3 separate regions of the Mus musculus genome follow, and regions 2 and 3 are each linked to region 1. A link is a contact called in public HiChIP or PLAC-seq and promoter capture Hi-C data. All regions are on one chromosome and are shown on one strand. The core of a region is the stretch at or near the end of the contact, and the rest is flanking DNA. Distances in the headings are between cores, read along the strand shown. Region 1 overlaps Zbtb20 (zinc finger and BTB domain containing 20). Region 2 overlaps Zbtb20 (zinc finger and BTB domain containing 20). Region 3 overlaps Zbtb20 (zinc finger and BTB domain containing 20).

The links. Promoter capture Hi-C pulls out the DNA fragments that hold promoters and counts their contacts. HiChIP or PLAC-seq counts read pairs in DNA pulled down with a chosen protein or histone mark.
Region 2: a promoter capture Hi-C map of neural stem cells shows a contact between it and region 1. The contact joins two enhancer-like sites. A contact is called at or near these places in 1 of 39 promoter capture datasets (neural stem cells) and 1 of 484 Hi-C or Micro-C datasets (the N1E-115 cell line).
Region 3: a contact with region 1 is called in an H3K4me3 HiChIP or PLAC-seq map of forebrain, with 5 times the contacts expected there. The contact joins two enhancer-like sites. A contact is called at or near these places in 3 of 115 datasets of contacts at active chromatin or transcription factors (embryonic basal ganglia, embryonic forebrain and forebrain) and 2 of 9 other capture datasets (adipose tissue and liver).

Annotation. Positions count from the first base shown.
Region 1 is chr16:43,128,676-43,132,458 of GRCm38.p6, forward strand. The region is part of intron 2 of Zbtb20 (zinc finger and BTB domain containing 20); the gene reads left to right. Among named protein-coding and RNA genes, the nearest start is that of Gm25873, 4.3 kb to the left of the region's middle. Within about 2 kb of position 2,061, at least 73 of the 459 cell types and tissues checked have an H3K27ac peak or open chromatin away from gene starts, as enhancers often do. A contact at or near this core is called in the N1E-115 cell line, forebrain and neural stem cells, where this site is marked.
Region 2 is chr16:43,589,993-43,593,775 of GRCm38.p6, forward strand. All of the region lies in intron 9 of Zbtb20 (zinc finger and BTB domain containing 20), which reads left to right. Among named protein-coding and RNA genes, the nearest start is that of Mir568, 49 kb to the right of the region's middle. Within about 2 kb of position 1,684, at least 71 of the 459 cell types and tissues checked have an H3K27ac peak or open chromatin away from gene starts, as enhancers often do. A contact at or near this core is called in the N1E-115 cell line and neural stem cells, where this site is marked.
Region 3 is chr16:43,509,070-43,512,852 of GRCm38.p6, forward strand. All of the region lies in intron 5 of Zbtb20 (zinc finger and BTB domain containing 20), which reads left to right. Among named protein-coding and RNA genes, the nearest start is that of Gm15713, 91 kb to the left of the region's middle. Within about 2 kb of position 1,667, at least 37 of the 459 cell types and tissues checked have an H3K27ac peak or open chromatin away from gene starts, as enhancers often do. A contact at or near this core is called in forebrain, where this site is marked.

The sequences.
Region 1 (3,783 bases), core at 811-3,310:
AAAAAGAGAGTGGAGAATTAACTCAAGAAATGAATTAAGTTTAAGCTTAATATAACATTTTCTTTAGATTAAGTTAAAACTTTCAGTTTAAATTCAGATAAGTGAATTTACATAAATAAAAATCACCAAAGAGCTACAAAATAAGTAAGAAATTCATGTTGAAGAACTACCACCAAATATATATGTACCTGTATATATACATACTATGGCATGTACGTGTGTGCATATGTGTGTGAGTGAGTGTGAAAAGAGTGAGCTGTCCTTCACAGCTCCCTTTAGGATGCAGTGTCATTACACATAGAACAATATGGTCTTCTTCCTACCTGTTTGTTTTGCTCATGGTTGTGACAGTGGCAGAGCCCGTTTTCTGCTAACTATATGAGCATTGTTATATAGAGGAGGTTTGGAGGCTCTCGCCTAGTGTTTGCTAGGTTAGAGGAGGAAGTGATTATCAGTACCAGCTATGGTCGTGCATAAATTTCTTGATCATTAAGTTTTGTTTAATTTAGAAGAACATAATCTATAACCTAGAGATAACTACTGTCTTTGAAAACTACCATAGTGTGAAATATAAAATTATACTTTTACTTAATGATAAACATTGTCTTCTTTGAGTGGCACTTAAAATTGAGAAAATATTTAAAACCGACCATACTTGTATAACTCAGCATATTTATGTTAGCTATAATTAAGAAATAAAGAACAAGCCATACAGTAGTGGCTCACACCTTCAATCCCAGCACTGGTGTGTCAGTGATAGGTGGATTTCTGAGTTCAAGGCCAGCATGGGCTACAGAGTAAGACCCAGGATAGCCAGGGTTACACAAAGAAACCCTGTCTTGAAAAACAAAACAAAATAAAGCAAAACAAACAAACAAAAAGAACAAATAACAAAAATTAGTTTATACAGTCATGAGTAAGATAAGTGGTTTGCCTTTATTTTCAATTTTAGAAGCATTTTGGTTATATCTAATCATGGTTAAGGATAAAATATGTCCAAGATATTGTTTATGTTCAAAATATTGAACTAGTTTCTTTGTAGTCAGTTTTATTTTGAATATATAAACAGTTGTATAGAAATAAATTATATAAAGTTTCAAAGATTGCTTAAGTTGAATATGCAGGACAAAACCTCAGGGTCTTATACTTAAAGGGAATATTGATTTATGTTAAATTTTAAAGGAATTGATTAGATTATCCATGTTGCCTGGTTAACACAGCAGTCTTGTGCTCTTGCCACAGATTGCCTTTAAAAAAACGCAGTGAGGGTTTTCCTAGGGAGCCAGTGCCTCTGAGTTCTTATGACACATGTATTTTTTTAACATCAAATTTAATATTTTGACAACATATGAACCACATGCGAGTACTTTGTCTACAGGTTTTCTGTTGGGCAGGTGCCATCTGTGGTTGTGAAGCCAAGTGTTCTTCTGGGGCAGAATAATCGAATCAGAGTTAATGGGGTGACCATCTAAGCAGGGCTCTTTGTCATTAAGGTCCACTCTTGTGATAGTAGCACATTATCCCACTGATTGGATTTGTAGGAAGGCATCCACCTGTGGCCCATGTTGGCAGACAAGAGACTGACTGCAGAGGCAGCCCCGGCGAAGGAGAAGCAGGGGGTAGCTGTCCTGGGCAGCAGAGGCTTTGGCTGGAAAGCCACACTTGCAGGATGGCTTAAGCAATACAAGTAGGTGCGTGACTCCCATGGTATTTGGTTCATGTAGGTCCCAAAATAAAGCAACCAAAAGCAGAGGGTTAGATTCTGTGGCATTGGAAAGGAAGGATTTATCTTGAACAAGTGAAAAGCAAAAGCCTGGGGAGACCCACAGCCAGCTGATGAGACAAGATTTAAGCACATGGAGCCCTTTACCTCCATCTCAGGGATGATTTTCTGTTTGGATGAGAGCTATTGTAAGAATTTCCATGTCTGTTGGGGGCACTGAAGTTCTCACAGACTATGGTAAACACAATTTGGCTCACACGCTCTCATAATCAGGCTGACTTGCAGTGAAACAGAGAGTGCTCTATAGCTGTGCCAGGCCTCTAGCAGTACCAACTGTTAAATAATAAACAGGCCCTGTTTGTTGGCAGCCTCTTCCCCTCCTGCCAACACGGAGTGCCCATTTTCTGGGTTTACCTGCCCGCATGTGTTCAGACACTCAGAACAGTGTGTGTGTTGTGTGAGGCAGTGATGGCGTGAACAAATCAGTCTACATCTAATCTGCTTAGTTTATTATTCCCTCAGGACATCGGGTAAGCTAGCAGACATGCAGGGCTTGGGCAGCACAAACAATGGCCGTGCTGTTGTTCTAGATAATGTTACAGGCTTTGAAGAGGGCACTAGCTAATTGTTTTTCTTACGTTTATTTTCTCTTCCTGTTCTTTTTGTATTGGTTTGGTGGAGTATGGATTAGGGAAAATGAGAATGAATCTGCCAATGAGATACTTTACCTCAGGAAGTTAGAAAGTATCTGGGCTGGTTATGTTATTTCACTGGCAAGATGTCTTTGTTTAATGTGCATTGAGTAGTGAGTCATTCTGGAAGTACTTTCTCAAGTCCCACAAGGTACAGATAACCCCAGAGAAGATGCCCACACTTGGCTCAGTGGGTGTGTCACACTATAACTAAAGCATCAAAGTCCATGGTGAGGTCAGACTTCTTCCCTATACCATCACTAAGTGCTATGGAAGGGCAGTGTAAGTAAGATCCAGTTGGAAGCAGTATCCACCTAGTCTCCTTCATGCTCCAACCACCACCTCCCTTTCTCTGAAGGAAAGATTCCTACATGTCCTCTATACAGTCACTGTGATGTTCTTCTCCCAGGAAAAGTCCCTTGATAATGTTAGTTTTACAATGCTGCTTTGGCCAAATGAATTTCATATGTTTCACAGATGTAGTGCTCAAAAATAGACTCTTAAAATTCCCACACCCTCTTCAACCCCAGCAAAGCCACGATGCTCATCGCTAGGAGTAAGCTTTGTATGTTTAGGCCTAAGTGACACATTTAAGTGGAGTTCCTAAGCAGCATGAAGGGTAACTATGAAGCAAAAGATATTCATTCATTCATTCATTTCCCCCCCCCCCAACCGCCTTTCTTCTTTCTCATAAGTTAAGTGAAAAGAAAGACCTTAACTTTCTTCTAATGGCAATATCATTATGAAAAATAGCCTTTGTTAGACGTTTCTATTATAATCCATTTGTTTAAAATTGTCATTCACATTCCCTTGTAATGATGGTTCCCACATGATGAAGCTCTTCGTTGATTGGGAGAGCAAAACCATTTGCTTGCATGAAATGAAATTTCATTCTCAGATCACTAAATACGGGCTACACTGTGGAGTAATCATTCAGTCTTTTTGACTAGGATATTTTTAGATCAAAAGTAAATAGTTGGATGACAGGCTCTGGTGACAGCACAGTCTGTGGAGGTTCAGAGTGTTGGGCTGTGATATCCAACCCAGTCTTCTCTGGATTTATCCCTCAACAGTATGCAGTGGAAGCTAACTTTTATTTCTTTTCATTAAAAACTCAAGGACCTCTTTTCTCACTATCTTTTGAAAAAGACCTTGCTAATTCAGCCTAAAACTTGTAGTTCTCCTTAAATTTACATTTATTTTGAGAATTAATTTTTAAAATCTTACCAGTATATTCTCAGTACTAGGCTGGAACCCTGAGCCTCTTGCATGCAGAGCTCTTCCTGTGAGTTATCTCTCCTCCCTATATTCGGTCTGCTCTTGACCATGGTGACCTATACAGCATTCACCTGGAATGGTTCAAAGAAT
Region 2 (3,783 bases), core at 434-2,933, 460 kb after region 1:
GCAAGTATCTCCATCCACTGATCCATCTCAAAGGCTCCTTGCCAGTTCTTGTAACTCCTTATTTTAATAATTTATTATTTACTTATTCATACATTCATTTTTGTCATTCTGGGAAGCGGACCTGTTGCCCCACACTTGCTAGGCAGTTGCTGTGCCGCTGAATGGTCAGCCCCAGCTAAAATGTTGAATGCCTGTTTTATCCAGGCAAACTCTGCTGTTGTCCATTTCCTCATCTCTTGGATCCAGTAAAGTGCTTAGCCATAGTAGGTGTTCAGCCAGTGTTTGCAGAATGGATGACTGAAGGAGATAGGGCAGCTCAGGGAACTGTACTACTGAGCATATTGCAGGGTTATAATATTGAATTGAATTTTTCCACTCAGCAGACCTACATAACAAAGTGCATCCCAGATACCCTCAGGTTTGTATGCTGGGAAAACAGAGTGCTTTCTCTTGATCATAGACCGCTACATGTTTTGATTTTAATAGCAATATGGCAGGGTTAAGGTCAACTTTGTAATATAATCTGGTGCCTGTTTGTTCATAGATATGAAAATAGATGTTCTTCACAAGATGCTCAAACAGATGATTGGGTGAAAGCTCTAGAAAACCTTGCAATAACTAAAAGGAAAGATCTCCCACTTCTGCTTTCCATCACTGTCAAATGGGGTACAGTTTTGTGCAGCCCCAACCATTCTTTCTTGTCTCATCATCTTCCCAGGTCCAGTCTTTGTCTGGCGAAGGCAGCATATGACTGTTAGTATAGCAAGGAGATGGTTCTTGAGAAATCCAGCCCCCACACACAATGCTCCAGAGCTCCTCCCCTGGGAATGGCATGATTGGATCCGCAGCAGGCAGAGCTGGCCCAGGGAAATAAGAGCTTGGCATAGAATCTTAGGGCCCTCCTGCTGGAGGGGCCCTCAAGAGAGTTGCTTCACACCCACCCTCCTTCAACTGGCTGGACAGTAGAAAGATGTGTAAGAAAACAAATTCCTGGCTGAATGAATAGAGGATTAAGTGAACGAGAGATGAGTCCCCTGTTCCAGAAGTCTCTGCCATCCCACTTGAATAGAAAGGCTAACTTTGAAGCCACTCTGTTCTCCATGGCATGATTTTGTATATACTCAGCTTTGGAATATGGTTGCCATCTGCTGCCAGTACATAAGACTAAGGAAGTATTGGGGTGGGTAGGAGGAGGCTGGGAGGAAAGAAAGAGACACTTAAATGAGCTAATGATCTGCTTTGTGTTGGAGTCTAGGTTTCAGAACATCAGTTCCGTACTGTAAGAACAAAACACCAGTGTGTCTTAGGCCACACCAGGCGCCGGCACATCAGATAAGGCCCATGCTGTGTAGTGTTCAGCCACTGAGCCTCAAGAAGTTTTGAAAGTGAAATTAGAGGAGCAAACCAAGGAAGCCAAAGTGGGAAAGCTCTTAGGGTAAAATATGATCAGAAGGACTCTGCAGATATGTGTCTTCGAGGTTACAGTAGTTCAAACATGACTCTACTAATTAAAGACTTGGAAAATAGTCTCAATCCTAGGAACTTAAAGATCTTTAAACTAAAGTGGAGACTTCTCCATCTACTGCAAAGGCATTGTGAAGCTTTTGTACAGTCACAGGATGAGAGTGACCCAGCTATTGTGCATTGTTGTGCACTTAACTATTGATTAAGAGCCATAGATTGCTGTCCTGGCAGCAGGAGTGGGTGGTCTTTTACAAGCAAAAACCCTGGTAAGCAAAGCCAGCAAAGGCAAGACCATCTATCTCTGAAAAGCAGTGAATAGCTCAGAGAGCTTCCTCTTTCCCTGATATTATCTGTATAAATTACCAGTTATGGCACAGGATCATGTTGATAATTTATATACCAAAATGACATGCCAAAGAATAATAATTAAGCAGAGATGTACACTAGTGAAAAAATTATCCCAGCGAAGTTTACTTTTGAGAAAGATTAGCTAATTAGCCAAGTATGACATTTGAAGGCAAGTCCCCTTCTACTCTTAATAGTAGCTCTGTCTCCACTTTGAGGAGTTAGCAGGATTGTAGGGCAGAAATATTTTCTGGCGTGAAAAGGAAAGAATTCCTTCATTACTATAAGCAAAGTGAGGAGACAGGGAGAGTTGTGGAAAAGCAGAAAATCAGATCAGCACGCATAGAAAGTGGTTGCAAGAGCATGTCGACCTCAGAGCCCTAGAATGACCAAGCCAGGAAATATTTGTTGGCTGTACAAGCTTTGGCCTTGATTCGTATCTGCCATCAGAGCGAAGTCATCCACAGCTGTGATGCAACCACAGAATGTTATTAATGTCCTCAGCCCCTCTCATATGCAGTCTCTCATCCCAGGAGCCCAGTGTGCCTTAGGACTCTGCTTGGCTTCTCCCAAGACAACCCCATGGAGCATAAACATCTTCATTTATAGATGAAATAACTGGTCCACAAAGGCCCGACTCTGTTCTCTGGCTTCAAATGTGAAATGATTAATAGTCATGATGCTGACCCAGCACGTTGTGCTATTTTTTACATTATTTTGGGCTTCTCAGACAAAGGACATATTTTATCTTTCTCATTATTATTTTTAATTACTTTTCAGAAAAGTCAAGATAAAAAAAAGAAGAAGAATCTAACAAATATCCCATAGAGATATTTGGTATTTTCTCTCTCTCTTTTTGAGAATAAATTAAGATCTTCTCTGCTTCTCTATGCTGGATCTCTGCAGATAGTCACAGTCTCATGCCAGTTTTCAGAGGAATAAGGGCTCATTCTAATGGCTGCATCACAGTCCCTTCTGTGAAGAAACAGCCTTTTAAATTCCTGTCTGGACACTGAATAACTTGTTTTTGGTTTAAAAACTTTTAACAGTTTGACCTGAAAACTTTTAAACATTACTAATATACAACCTGGTTGTGAGTTTAGCAATAAATTTAGACCCAGTATGTGAAAAGCCAAAGAGAAGACTAGTGGCTTTTATTCTCCCTGGTGACCTGCACTAAATGTTGCATATTTACTTTGTAAATGAGGACACCCAGTGGCCAGCAAGTGAAAATATTCTAAACAATCCCCGACACTGTTAACATAAATATAAAGAGCTGTTGTCAGCACCCATTGATAGATAGCTTCTAGCATCTACTACCAAGCACTGGTTTCCCTGGGTCAGGCAAGAGTGGAGCCTGATAATTTTCTACCTCACTTTCCAGACTAGGTGTCTCTTTCCCTTTCATATAAACGTGGCTCGCCATCTTTGGCATCCACTGAATCGTCAGTGGCAGAAGGGCCTAGTAGAATATTTCTTAGGACAGATGAAGTCAGGAAGTTGAGAATAACTTAACAGAGATCAGAAATAATAAACAGATGAGTGTGGTTTAAAAGAAGTGAGGTAAGTTCATAAACCATAAGTTCATGGTGAAGACAGAGCCATGGTTATTAACTAATGAGAGAGTAAGGAAATTAAAAACAAAACCCAAGAGGAAGAACAGATGTGGGCCACCAGGGACTAGAAGGACCTCCTGGAACAACGGGTAGGCTCACCTCAGAGCAAATGAGCCCTGAGCTCCACTTATTCTCAGCAGTGTCTGTACAGTGTCTGTTATGGAGAAGTAACCAAAGAGAACACCTACCCCTTTGGGGGAATGTGTGGGACAGTGTCAGGGATCCAGTTAGCAACCTGTGTTCTTTCAGTTACAGTTAGAGTTGTACTTGTATTTGCAGTAGGTAAGGTAGAGCTGTCTTATGGCTGTAAGACAGGCACAAGGGAAAATGGGGAAGGCATTAACTTACTGTCATTATA
Region 3 (3,783 bases), core at 417-2,916, 380 kb after region 1:
AACTTGTCTTGAAAAGATTTGTAAAACAAATCTAATTAGCTGTTTGGATTTTGTTGTTGTTTTGTTTTGTTTTGTTTTTGTATTTTAAGTTCATGAATTTTAAACATTATAATAAATGTGACTGATCGGTTTTTAACAGAATATATTTTGCTATGCAGTGATTTTCTAATTCTGTCTTCTTTGTGTGCTTTAAGATCAAATTTGAAAATTCAGCGTGTTAAAAAAGAAATATTAAGAAGCCTATAGGTAGCCTATTGATATTTGCAATACCCACTTTGAAGTAATTCAGAGTTTTAACTTTCTTTCAACCTACTACCTTTTATTGCCAATCGGTATAACTTTATGCAGGTGTGTGTGTGTGTGTGTCTGTGTGTGTCTGTATATAGTTATAGATAAACATATTAATGCATACTTACATATACAATAAAAGATACACAAAGACACTTAATATTTATGTTAATTATATTTTTATATAAAAGAAAAAGAATCCGCGAACTTTTATCATTTTTCTGTAATTTTAAAATCCTATAAACTGTTAGTTCTGATTATTATATGTTTATAAACATATATTTATATCCTTATAAGTTACCTTAATTTATATTTCATAGGTTTTACACACTCCTCCATTTTATGCAGATATATTAATGTTGAAGTTTATTCAAATACCACTTGCTGTGTTCCGTATCTGTTAGTGTGTTAACAAGTGGTTTGGTTTTTTGTTTGTTTTTTTCTTTAATTTTGATTTATTCTTCTCTAAGCTAGACAGAGTATATGTTTCTCTATGTCACTGATATTCTGAGAAAGAAACTTGTAAAACTGTGATCTCCTGGAAAGCTTTCAAGTGAACAGGACATCTATATGCTCTTTAGCTTGCTTCTCCTGGATCCATTTGTCCATGCTGTGCCATCAGCAACCCTGAGAAAAACGGCGCTAGTAAGGATGGCACAATGAGTTTTCTGATCATAGACCTAGGAAGGACCAAAGAAAATTGTGGCATATGGAGGAACATGCCAAGACCTTCTCCAATAAAATCAGCTGCTTTATGCTGGTGGGTTGGATTTTTTGTTGTTGTTGGTTTTTGGGAGGTTTTTTTTTTTTTTTTGGTTTTTTTTTTTTTTTTATTTCCTTTGAATTTTTGTTTGTGACTTTTTTGGCTTGCTGGAGCATTTCCCTATAATCTTAGGAAGCCACAGCAAATTTTCAATGCCACAGCAACACTGTGCAGCCAAGGAGGGGCCCAGAGAGCTGATCCTGGGGGCTGGAGCCTTTCAGCAATCATACAAGGTAGGGGGTAAGGAAGCTATCCTTTTCTCTGAATTTTCCTGGTTTATTCAGTCTGCCAGGGACAGGGATTTTCTTCGCGTATCTTTCCTTCACTTACTTGAGGCTCTCCCTTCAATGCCAATGGCTTTCTATTGCTTCTGAGAGATGGTTCACATGGCAGAGCACCCGCTTCTGTTCTATATTGAAACATGGAAAGCTTTGAAAACTGGGAAGGACAAAGGAAAGGGGTCTTAGGGCATCTGGGAAATATCAAAAAGAGCATTAGGCTCACAGCTAGTTTTTGCCGGTCATGTCTGTAACTTCTCTGTTCTCTACAGGGCTTCTCAGTGTTAGAGTACTGAAGGGGATAACTCTAGGGTGCCAGCGAGGATCTAACTGATTCAGTAGATGGAGCTCTTCGCCCTAAGTCTGGATTTAAATTAAAGTCCCACTGCAGTTGCTGGGACTCTCTGTATTAAGGTGTGTCATGATACACACATAAAACCAAAGCTTGTGTAGCTGCAGGAAGAGATTTCCTGGCACTTTTTAAAGGCATGAAGCATGTGTTCCGAAACACAAAACTGCAGGGGAGCAGTAAAGATAGATAGGGTAGGAAGTGAAGTTTACCTATCTAAACTTCTCCCTGTGGGTTTGAATACTCCTAAGTGTGAAGTAAAACCCAGTTACCATACAAGGGACTGGTACTTTATAGACTGGTACTCCAAACCTAGAAAAACAGATAATGTGTACAGGTTTGGCTGTGTTTGTGACAAGCCTTTCAAGCTGTTTGAACTGTACGGCTCTCCTTTTATTTGACTCCGAAAAGGAATCTTAATGCTGAAATGCAGTTGTTTCATCTAGTTAGTCTAGAGAATCTGACGAATTGTGACAGTACTGTGGACAGCACAGCAGATTTGTAAGGTGCCTTTATAGGAGCAGAAATACCCAACAGTGACCGAAAATGGATCTCTAGTGTCTGCTGTAATATAGAAAAAAACCCACTTATTTATCAATTTTTAAATTAATCAAAATGAGTAATTGCCATAGCATTCTTGTCACTTTGTATTATCTTCAGTACCAATACTAAGTTTGATCATTGTCCCTCCTTGGTGCCAGGAAGGAAGGTAGATGTATGCAAGATGGAATAAATTATCTTCCTTGATCTAATGTCTTCTCACAGATTAGAGGTGTTATTGAGAATCTCTTGTTAAATCTTGATAAGATCATTTGGCCAAAACAGAACTGGCAATGGCCTTACTACCAAAATAAAAAGCATTTTTAAGGCCTTGGATTTCCTTTGCACACCACGTGTCTGAGTTTGATACAGTCCAGGAAAATAGAGAGGATGAGAGAAAATTATTCCTAAGCAGCCGCCGTAGGCCAAACACTGAAACAGTGCCAGCCCGGACCAATCAGGGGGGCTTCTTAGGAGATGTGTGCTTTGCTGAGCTCTTCTGTGAAGAGAAGAGGGAGGAAGCCCTTGAAACTGCATTAGGATGAATGAGTCTTCACTAATTTCAGCAAAGTCCATGGCAGTGAATTTGATAACTTCTTCCTTCTGTAGACATCTGAGGTTCCCAGGCCAGCAGAGACTCCCTTGTCATCGCACTGACACATCTTTTGAACAAAAGTATCTTTCTGAGTTTAAACAAGTGAAAAACTTCTCATAGAGAGCAAAGAGTAAAATTAATGGAAACTCAAAATCAATTCCAACCCCATTTCTGGCATGATGAGAGTAACATTTGTGCTGTGTTTAAAGCAGTTTAACACAAGAAAATGATAAAGTGATCAATATACTTAAAGCCAAAATTAACCAGGAGAGAACAATCTGCAATCCGTTCCCAGCCCGAAACTCTACACTTTAGATTAAACACGAAATAAATGAGTATATATTTTACAGAGTGGTACTATAAGCCTTATAACATAAACAGCAATGCTGAGATGCCAGCTAGCCAGTGTATTATTTAAGCTATGTTTTCAGAGCTTGGGATAAACATTTCTGGAGCTAAAGAATTGTGCATTTATTTATCCGCATGCACATACTATGACCATAAAAAGAACAAAAGTTAAAAGGTATGTGCATTGTCAGTAGAGTACATTGCCACTCTACAGCCTTCATACTATAAAAGAAAACAACAACAACAACAAAAACCAGGCTCTAAGTAAAGCAAAAGAGTGTTTTAGGCTACGTCAGCAAGTCAATGAATGGTCAGTGTGGATCAGATTTAATTTTTTTTAAATACTTAAATGCTTTTTAATTCATTAAAGTCAATAAATATATAGGTGCATATTGTACATATTTTATATCTATTATTTTAATAAATTAATCTGAAGGACTAAGTTAACAATAAATTCTGAACCTGTGGATTCAAGATCAATGAAATGCCACTATCTGGATTTATAAAATTCTTGCTAGTCTTCAGATTTTGTTCCCAATTAGCAATCTTTTATTACTGTATCAGAGTCATTTGGCTGACAGGTTATTTATTGATCATGTAAAATGACACATGTAGTTGAAAC